Linked DNA regions of Drosophila melanogaster: region 2 is linked to region 1. A link is a contact called in public HiChIP or PLAC-seq data. All regions are on one chromosome and are shown on one strand. The core of a region is the stretch at or near the end of the contact, and the rest is flanking DNA. Distances in the headings are between cores, read along the strand shown.

What was found. HiChIP or PLAC-seq counts read pairs in DNA pulled down with a chosen protein or histone mark.
Region 2: a contact with region 1 is called in an RNA polymerase II HiChIP or PLAC-seq map of the Kc167 cell line, with 4 times the contacts expected there. The contact joins the promoter of CG12991 here to the enhancer-like site in region 1. A contact is called at or near these places in 4 of 107 Hi-C or Micro-C datasets (the D17-c3 cell line, the Kc167 cell line, the S2 cell line and 1 more) and 1 of 6 datasets of contacts at active chromatin or transcription factors (the Kc167 cell line).

What each region holds. Positions count from the first base shown.
Region 1 is chrX:17,453,308-17,458,164 of dm6, forward strand. It overlaps CG43658, which reads right to left. Exons shown (of 9, transcript NM_001272714.2): 9 at 3,250-4,857. Among named protein-coding and RNA genes, the nearest start is that of CG8568, 3.2 kb to the left of the region's middle. Within about 2 kb of position 2,719, at least 10 of the 39 cell types and tissues checked have an H3K27ac peak or open chromatin away from gene starts, as enhancers often do. A contact at or near this core is called in the Kc167 cell line and the S2 cell line, where this site is marked.
Region 2 is chrX:17,578,490-17,583,682 of dm6, forward strand. It overlaps CG12991, which reads left to right and starts at 1,372. Exons shown (of 6, transcript NM_001272721.1): 1 at 1,372-1,608. Ankle2 (Ankle2,) reads right to left here and starts at 740. Exons shown (of 10, transcript NM_132993.3): 1 at 616-740; 2 at 24-278. The coding sequence starts at 255. It also overlaps asRNA:CR44124.

The sequences.
Region 1 (4,857 bases), core at 1,469-3,968:
TTCGCATTGATCTCAGACGATTTAGTTCTTATCAGCAGCGGCGAATCGCCAATTTCTGTTGTTGCTGCTGCAACCATTTTTTTTTTTTTTTTGTATTCCTCTTTACTATTGTTGTTACTGTTTCTGTTACTGTTACTGCTGCTGTTCGTGCAGTTGCAGTTTTTACTGTGGCAGCCGCTTTGTTTATTTGTCTTTTAAGCCGATGTTGCTGCTGTTGCTGCTTTGCTTTGTTGCGTGCGACGAGCGGTTTTTGTTTTTTTGTCGTATTTCGGGTGACAGTGACAAGAAAATTGCGGCGATCGTGACTGGCTGGGAAAGCCAAAAACAACAAAATTCCACACTCCCTGCCGCATTTGTTGTTGCTGCTGCTGCTGCTGCGTGGTGTTGTTGTTGTTACGCAAAGCACTTGAGGCAGGTCATGGCCCCATGGACAAACCGAAACCCTCCACTCGACTCGACTCCACTCCACTCGTTTTTCGAACTGGGCACCGCACCATTGCCGGCGGCGGGAGTTACGGTTATGGCCGCTGCTGTTGCCATAAACAAGCCTGATTTATCGATCCGATTGCCGCATCCGTTGTGGATGTCACTAGTTTATTCTCTTCCCTGGTTCATCCTTTTCCCCAAAATGGCATTCTTCGAATGCATCAACAAGCAAATAAACCAGTCCTTTGGGCAACACGTCCTGTTTCATTTCATTTCATTTTGTATTCGATTGTTGCGATTCCCATTTGATGGTTCTATTTCAGCAAATTGGGCTTTTTTAACCCTTTTATAACAATCTCTGGCACTGCAAAGTCCTTTCTTTTAACAACAATAACGAACTACACGGAAAATTGTATCTGTTTTCAAGAAGTGAAATACGTTGCAAGAAGATAAATTAACAAATTTGAAAACCTCTTTGTTTGCATTGCATCTGAACAACAAAATATTTCTATGATTTTTGGCATAAGCTATGATATTATATTAACAAATCATTAATGTTTATAAAAGAGATATTTATGAAAGAGATATTTCAAACTATTGGGGCATCACTGCATTTGAATGGCAGCGTATTTCGGTGGCTATTTCGGGTACCGGTCCCAATCGCCTTAGGGCCCCAATATTGCATAATGTCTGGCCCAGACTCATTTATCAGCCGGTGGCCGGTGTCCGATGGCCAATGGCCAATGGCCGATGACCAAAGGCCAGCGGAGGAGAGTCAGCCGAACTGCAATCTCGTTAAGCGTTAAGGGGGACAGACACTTGCCAAGTTCGAATCATTATTTCGATTCAAAGGCGGGCGGCGGAATAAAGCAAAATGGAAATAGATGTGAAAATGAAATTGAAAATGGAAGTGGAAATAAAAGTGTCGCCAACAATTAACGCTAATAAGCTGGACTGGCTGGGAGCTGCGGTGCAATGTGCTTTCGTTTATGTAATGGGCCATCTCGTCATTATCAGCCGACTCGCTTATTGGGCATTATTATTCATTACTGATAGCATCAATTTGGCACGCCTGCGAGTCTTTCTCGGCGAGTTTTTTCTCTGGCCCTTACGCAAAACTAACGACCAGACTCAAATATATAACTGAAATGAAATATGTGGGTCAATTGACGGGTAGGAGCTTTCAGCGGATTCCAATTGCTTGGTATCCTGGCTCAGAACATCCTTCAAGCTTTCGACACAACGACAAGATAAGCTAAATTGACAAACTTTAAGCTCTTTTGCAACGCAGGGTTTGAATTTGGGCTTCAACTTTAGCGTAAACTTACGCAATCTCTAGGGAACACCGCACTGCCATTTTAAATGCATCCAATACTTGGTAAGGTATTTCCTTTTTAGCTACAATATTATAAATGCATTACAAACTTTCGCTTTTTGGCCCTTCAATGTGCATTGTCATTTGAGGTTATTTAAAGTGCATAGATGCAACTAAAGCTTAACTGTGCATAAAAAATCAACAAGCTGAAAGTGAGCTTCCGGCTTAAATTATTGCTTAAATAAATTGCTAATTGTATCAAGTTTAAATACATACCATTCTTAAATTGCAAGTTATTAGTTCTAATAGGGCTATGAGCAAAATAAAATATTTAGGATTTTTGGCAATAAAATGTTGTGAAAAAATTATTTATGAAAAATACCACTAAATTTTGTGACAATAAAAACACAACAATAAAAATAGTTGTCCTAATATCAAATGCCATATGTTGTTAAATTCGATAAAAAATTTTCCCATCGATTAGCAGTCAAATATAATATTATATAAAAAAATATTATTTTAAAGAGGTCAATAAACGATTGTAAATTTTGGGTGAGCTTGGTCCAGTTAAGGAATTCTCAGAATAAAACAAGACTTTCTTCCCCACAACAACGAAATGAATGCCTAAATACGAAATTTCATATCTCAATGGACGTGTTTTAAAATTTGCATTCCAAAGTCTTCCACTTATAAAAATCAGAAAATATAAACATAATTAAGTAGTTTTGGAAATCAATTGAGTAGTTAGAATGATCGTTAATTTAAACGATTATAAAAAAGTCATTCGAAAATATTGTATTTATATTTATTTTTTTTATATTTTTTTATTGGTTATCTTTTGAATTAATAATAAAGTCTTGATAGTAATTCGTCAGTATCATGAAACAGCATAATTAAATTTACATTGTTGGTCTTCCGTTTTTGAGGCTGTAAAACTGTATGGTCAACCAAAGATTTAACAGTGACTGTCAAACTTTATTACAGGAACGCCCCAAAATTATGCTGCATATTTTTAAAGCAATAGCCGCGCTTTTCAAACAATCGCCAAATATGTAATAATGAAATCGAACCTAACGACTTCAAAGACCAAATAAAAACGCATAATATATATATTTTTTTTATATTTTAATACATTTTCTTTGTTCTTGAATACATACAATGCTCTTGTTTTAATTTTTTTTTGTTGTATAACACCGACAAAGCAACTGGCTCGCTGTGGATAGATAATTCACAGACGATGCCGAATAATATGCCATCCAAGTACATGTACATTTGGGTTTCCCGGGGAACCCGTAAATATGTGTGATATATAGGTAAATATATTATTTTCATATATGTCGATGAGTGCGTTAACGCGTATGTGTGTGTGTGTGTGTGTGTAAATATGCACAATGATATAAAAAGTTACATAATTGCATTATGCCTGACTTCTATATGTGTATCCAAAAGATATCGTTCACAAAAAATATCTTCGATAAAACATTCTGTTATTTTGTTTTTTTTTTTTTATTATTTTTAGCTAAATATTCATGTTGCACACACGCACATGTATATTTCATAAATGTAAATCGTATATAAGTATGTTTTTGTGTGTATATAAGATATTCCTTGTTCGCTTCATTACCTTTGTATATTTAAGTTTACTTGACAGACAAAAAAACACTTGTTTTTTATTTCTTGTTTGCTTGTTGTAAATGTTCACAAATACAGGCATTAGAGTACTACAAATGGGGTTTATCCATAAAGGGGAAGTACGTTAAATATTAATTTCGTTATAATACATACATAAGGAAAGTGCTGCCAGCTGCCTCAGAGTTTTCGCTTCGAAAAGCTTGAGAAAAACCGATAAGAAGTGCTGCACATGGTCGTAGAATGGGCCAAATAACCATTTGCATTACCATGTCGCACTCCATCCACAAGTCCTGCTCCTTCGACAGTTTCCCGGATAACTAAACAATGCATTATTGTTTTGCTTTATCTCTTATTGTACAGACAACATCATTTCCCCCTAGCTTGTTGGCTTGGCCGCTCTCTTGTGTGTGTGCTTCATCGCTTATCATCTAGTTTATATCCTATGTAACATAGTATGCTTACAGAACTAACGAAAAAAAAAAACTTGTATATTTGGATATTCAGTTATGAACTACATACGAAAAAAAAAAAACATTTCCCTAGGGCTAAGTTTCACATTCTAACGCAAGAATCGAGAACAAAAAGAGATAGTTGGCTGCTCAAGTTTGAGAAAACACTTGACTAAACACTAGGTTTCTTCAGAAACATTCGCTATATATACACCCCTGTGCCCACTACAGGTTCCAAATCTGATTCAAACTCAGCTTTTCCCGAAAGCTAGCAGATTTTAAGCATTCATATTGAAAAAGTGCAGTTATATGTGATTAACTAAGAAATTAACGATGTTCAACTTCGATACCAAAATTATTGGAAATGATCAAAACGAAAGCGTTTTCCTACACGGAAACCTCCATGAAAATGATGGTTTTGCAAAATATTACAACAACATTAAAGTTTAGCGAATAGATGAAATTTATAAACCATATGTATATACGGTTCTACAACAAGAAGATAGTTTTGAAATGGGAAAAATAAAATCAGTACAGTTTATCCAAAGATCTGTACATTTGAAAATATTTTGTTTAGCAAACACTGGAGCTTTGGGGCTAAATGGTTCTCCGATTCGGATTGGAATCGTAAACAGGGCGCTAATAAATATATTCGATATTCCGGCTTACGACAAGCGCAAAAGAAATCAAGTGATTTAGGTGGCCGCCGGTTTTTGAGCCTAAACGTAAGTCTATGTGCTACAAACTAAATTTCGAAAAACAATGTACACGCGAATCTAGAACTCCTTGAGGCTGCCGCCGCGCTTTAGCTTGGTCAGTCGCTTCAGACTGGCACCCAACATGCCCCCCGATCCGCCAGCACCTGACAATCCGCCTGATCCGTAACCGCTTCCTCCATCGCTGCCGGCACTGCGATCCCGCTGAATAAAGGATCCCCGGAACCGGACCCGTCCACGGCCACGACGCTGCGCCTGCTGCAGCTGCTGGTGCTGCTGATGCTGCTCGCCCACGCGGCGCCACAGCTCGGTTAGCGGT
Region 2 (5,193 bases), core at 122-2,621, 120 kb after region 1:
CGCTTCATCTCGTTCGTACTTACGTGGATAGTCGGGATCCTCGTACTTGGTGGCAGCACTGCCATCGTCTGCGTTGCCCGTTTGCACGGATGCCGCCGAGCCGGATGGCGATCCCGATGCTACTGATGCCGATCCAGACGCCGGATTGGATGGCTTTATGTTCACCGCGGCTATGGAGCCGATGCACTGCGACACCGATCCCTCAAAACAGCCCGCTTTGGAGGTCGGGATATAGACCCCGAAATAGGTCGACATCTCTGCGTAAAATGGCGGATGCACTGCAAGGTAAGCGGTTAAAATGGTTTGACATCAACACCAAATAACAGGCAACTTCTTCACAACTCCGTGAAAAAATGTAAAGTTCCGCTGATGGCAAGCGAAGGCAACGGTAAAAATAGGGTAACATCAACCACAAAATGCCAGGAACTCTACTGTCCCGTTTTGTTGTTGTTTTCGGCTGCACTCCTCCACTCGCACGCACACAAACACAACAACGCAAAAAAAAAACGGAAAAAAAACAGCACACGCACATCAACAACCAGCGACGCGAACTCACGAGACCTGGAAGACCCAACGAATCGGCGGAATCACAAACATATATCTTGTTATTCTTACCTTTTAGCACAAAGGGCACAATACATGAAACAAAACCCAATAATCTTAAGCGTCTTTCAAACAAAATGTGCACAAACGAAATTAAATTAGAGGCGGACTGTCAGCGAATCTAGGTGTGGAGTAATATCGATAAAAAGTATCGTATGACTAGCTGACTATTGCAGTCAATTTCGAATTGCAGATCAAATTGAAATATTCTAAAACACTTGCATGAAAATTACGCGAGATTTATATACAAAGCTATAGCGATGATTGGATATCGGAAATTCAAATTGATTGTTACACAGAGGGATTCAGACATGAGAAGTGACACTTTATTTTAAGTCTTAAAAGGTATTTTGGTTGTAAGTTAGTATTACGTTATTCATAAAACGTACAAATGAGGCATTCCCCCAACTTTCCTCTTAATCATATAGCCAAGCAAAACATTTGATGGTTTGAGTCAAGGGTGCTATCAATACCACTGGTATTTTCTTAGTATTTTGTAACATTTTTAAATGCACCGCCTTGAATTTAGTCCTCTTAATTTGTTCATTAACTTTGGCCACTCACAAGCCTAGCTTAAAGTTAGTAACAGTTGCCCTGCTTATCCGCTTCTATCCCTTTTACACTTTTAAATACAGTTTGAATTTCATACGTTGGTTTGGGTCTATGGTGAATTGGTTGACGATTGGTATCTTTTTGGTATTTTATAAGGCTCCCCATTTAACGGTGGGGATTTTTCGGACATATTTCAACGACCGTCGACGGCTGCAAACATAACGTTCGTGGATTTCGTGGGGAATAGCGGTCGACTCGCGCGGTCTCATTTTTTTAACGTGCTTGTGTTGTGTGTGTGAATGTGTTTGGCGTGCGGCTAACACTGTTGTTGTCGAATTGTTGTTGTTGTTGGTAAAAACTTGCGCGCCATTACTAACAGTAAATTAAAGGAGTATCACTGCTAAAAAAAAAAAAATTGAATACACGCAAATTTGAAAGCTGCGACCCAAAAAGGTTTGTTTAAGTCTTCTAGTCAATTGTCTGATTATATTTTGTTCCCTTTTTCCTTTTTTTTGGTAGCTCAGGGATACACATACCCAGCAGGGGTGTGTTTTCCTGCGTGCGGGTGTATGCGTGTTTGTTTGTGTGTTTTGAACCTGTCCTCTTATTCTTGGCTAAAAATCAATAAAATAAAGCAAAAGTCGAAACAACAAAAGCTGCAGGTCCTTTCAATCCATGTGTACGTGTGTGTGTGTGTGAAAAGGGTACTGATATTCAGTGGATTTTTTTTGCACTCAGTAAGCAGCTGCAATAACTAAATAAATAAAAGACCGTTAAACGAGGCTCACTTAGTTAGTCGAGCATGGCCAAAAAGCCCGAGTTGCCAATTGCCAATTAGAAGCCCAAAACAAACGAAGATACAGTGAGGCACGACTAACGGTAATTAGGCGATTACCCCCTGTAAATTGCACCTGCATTAACCGTTCGTTTTGCAAAACATTTCCCGTTTCAAATGGCCAAGCTAATTGCCATTTTAAAGTGCCCAATTGTTTTCGATTTTCGCATTCGTTCCTGATCTACTAATCCCGAATTGATTGCCACCAATTGATTCCAATTTTAAATCCTTCCTCTTTTTATTATCAATCATTATATATAGTATTATCAATGTTAATTATATACAGATATTTTCAATTTATAGCGACTTATGACGATCGAATCCTCTTTCTTAGAACAAAAACTTTTCATAAGTTTTGATAGTTTTAGTAACTTTTTGTTGTGTCAAGTATTAATCATTACGCAAATAAAATATGTTTACAAAATATAAATTCGTTATGCCAATAGAGAATGAACTTCGAAGTAAATCACAAATTTTGCTTAGTGATTCGAATTACTTAACTCTAGGATTCCGAAACTTTTAAGATTATTATTTGTTATCCCCTCTTAATTAAATTTGCCACCATGAGTGTTGCCACATATAACTCATTAAATGATAAGAAATATTTGAACCGACTAACTCAACGGTATGTGTAATTACTTTTCCATTATATTGAGTACTAACAATGATAGCATTGAATGGCATTATCTATTAGCCGCTATCCACTGTAGTTGGCCGCACTTTGGTGTTAAGTGATCTATGATAAAGCGAGTTAACCCCGTAGCAAAAGCGTCGAAACAATAATCGCAAGACCCCATATTAATAGTAATGGCGATTTTATCTCTTGGCCCGGTGTTTTGCTATTATTTTCTTAACAGTTAGCGGGCAGCATACTGTTTTTTTGTATAATTTTTTAATGCCTTTCCTAACTGGATTGGCAATTGCGCCTGGCTGTATATTAAATCATTTACACTTTGCCAGCTGCCATGCACTGATTCTGATACTCCGCCATTCACCTCGCTGTCTTTTGTTTGGCTCTTTCTTTTCTTCAATATGTGCCATATACAATAGGTATATTAATTTTTATTTTTATCAGCTTTGGCTTTATCTAATCGGAGGCATCCCATAGCTGAATGACTCATATAGTCGAGCGATATTTTTGCCATATTTATATACGTATATATGAAGTGCAGTTGAGCTGGCTATCAAGTCCAAGTGCAGTCTCAATTGGCTGATTAACATTTTCGCTGTTTCGCTGGACTCTACTGCCTACCTGCCTATATCTATGCCCCTCTCTTTCCACACGGCTCTAGCCCTCTCTTTCGCCACGCTTGTCTATAGAACTTAAAGTCGTTAAACCAGTTTATGACTGGCCGGGCATAGAGGCCATGCGTTAAGTAAGTAGAATCAACAGACTCTGAATCAGCTGCGGATCTTACGGCCATAGCTACTGTGGCTGTGTTGATTACCTGTAAAAAATGCGAGATCATTGGTATATAAGCCAGATGAAATCCCTATATAGTTATGCTCAATCTCATCTAACTCAGGATCTATATCACATAGAGACATCCATTTTGGGATGCTAGTAGATGTGTCTCTAAAGTTTTACATAGGTTTCTGAAATGTACGAATTTTCCTATTTTCACCTAGATGGCATTTATTTAATTTCTATTAATTTAATTATCTATTTTATGACAATTTATCTAAGTGAAATTACCTAGATTTAAATTTATTGAAATATATTTTCTGTGGAGTTATGCTGTTAAGAGGTATCTTCAGGTCGTAAAGGTGCAGTAGAGCGTTCTTAATAGCCGTTTCTTTGTTACCATGTGTAGAGTTAAGAAAGTGCGGAAGAGAAAGGGGGGAAAGAAGCGGGCTGAATTCAGTTTATATGGTTGGGGGAAGCGTGCCAGTGGATGCAACTTCCTCATGTATGTGCGTTTAATGAGCGGCGGCCATAAGCGTATTTTACAAAGTTCAATTTAAAATTCCATTACGAGGCGTGGCAGAGCGTTACATACATCCAATAATTGAAGTCATCGAATTGGGTTTCCCCCGCCTTGGCCCTTGGATTCTGGGCCCTGACAAATTGCGATTGGTAGCCCAATAGTTAAACACAAAAATCATATTTGAATTTAGGCCAATGTCAGATGAGGGGAGGTTGGGGTTAACGGAAAACGAAATAATTGACCAGAAACAATGATCGGAAACATGATTAAACATTGAGTGATCAATGGGGCAAGTACACACATATGTACATAAGTTGCCGGCGGCGAGGATGGAAGCTTCACTTTGAGTCTCCAATTTCAAGTCTTCAACAGCTGCGCCCGATATTTACCTCTCTTGGGACTGGAGTATCGTTTTTTCTTTATTTTTTTTCATTATGCCAACCATTATTTGCTTAGTGGTAAATACATATTTGTATGGTAGTTTACTTCACACTTCCTTATTGGCTCGACTTTGAACTTGGCATCTTCGCGAAGATCGTGGGCCTTTTGACCTTCCCGCTTCTCTAGGATCGATCGCTTCAAGGTCGCCTGTTTACCCGATGACCCAAATGCCGACATATAATGGATGATTTCCATGCAACAAAACATATCTCACATCGGGGGGGAAATAAAACGAGAAATAATATAAACAACTTATGCATTCAACGGATTGCAAATGCAGCCACAATGGTTGATAGTTTAGTCCATTGAACGCACAATGGGCTGAATGGAGCATGAACAAATGTTTAGCCAATTCGAAAATTGTGTCAGCAATGGCAGCATCCAAATGCACGTGCCAAATGGCCAGAAATCAATTTGTATAATTCCACAATAACAGAGACTGACGTAAATAAAGCCTCAAAATAATACAAATTATTCGAGGAATAGCTAGAGAATTTGTAGTATCAAATTACGGAATATAAGTTGGGATTCTTGAATCTGTTATGCCAAGTTGTAAGATAGTCAATTAAAGCAGAATATTATCACGTTTAATTACCAATTATTTTTTAAACGTAGTGCTCAGCTTTCCAATATTCTTATTAACTTGTTAACAGTTTTGTTTTAGCGGTTCAGAGTTATATGTATTTACACATATTTGGGTTTGCTTTTTGTTGGGAAAACAATGTCAATGACGATATCTTTCTGGTTTTCGCCCAACGATGACTAAGGCGATCGCAAATGACTTGTAGTTCGGATGCCAAAAAATTTATGAACATCATTATGGGAACGGTGGTG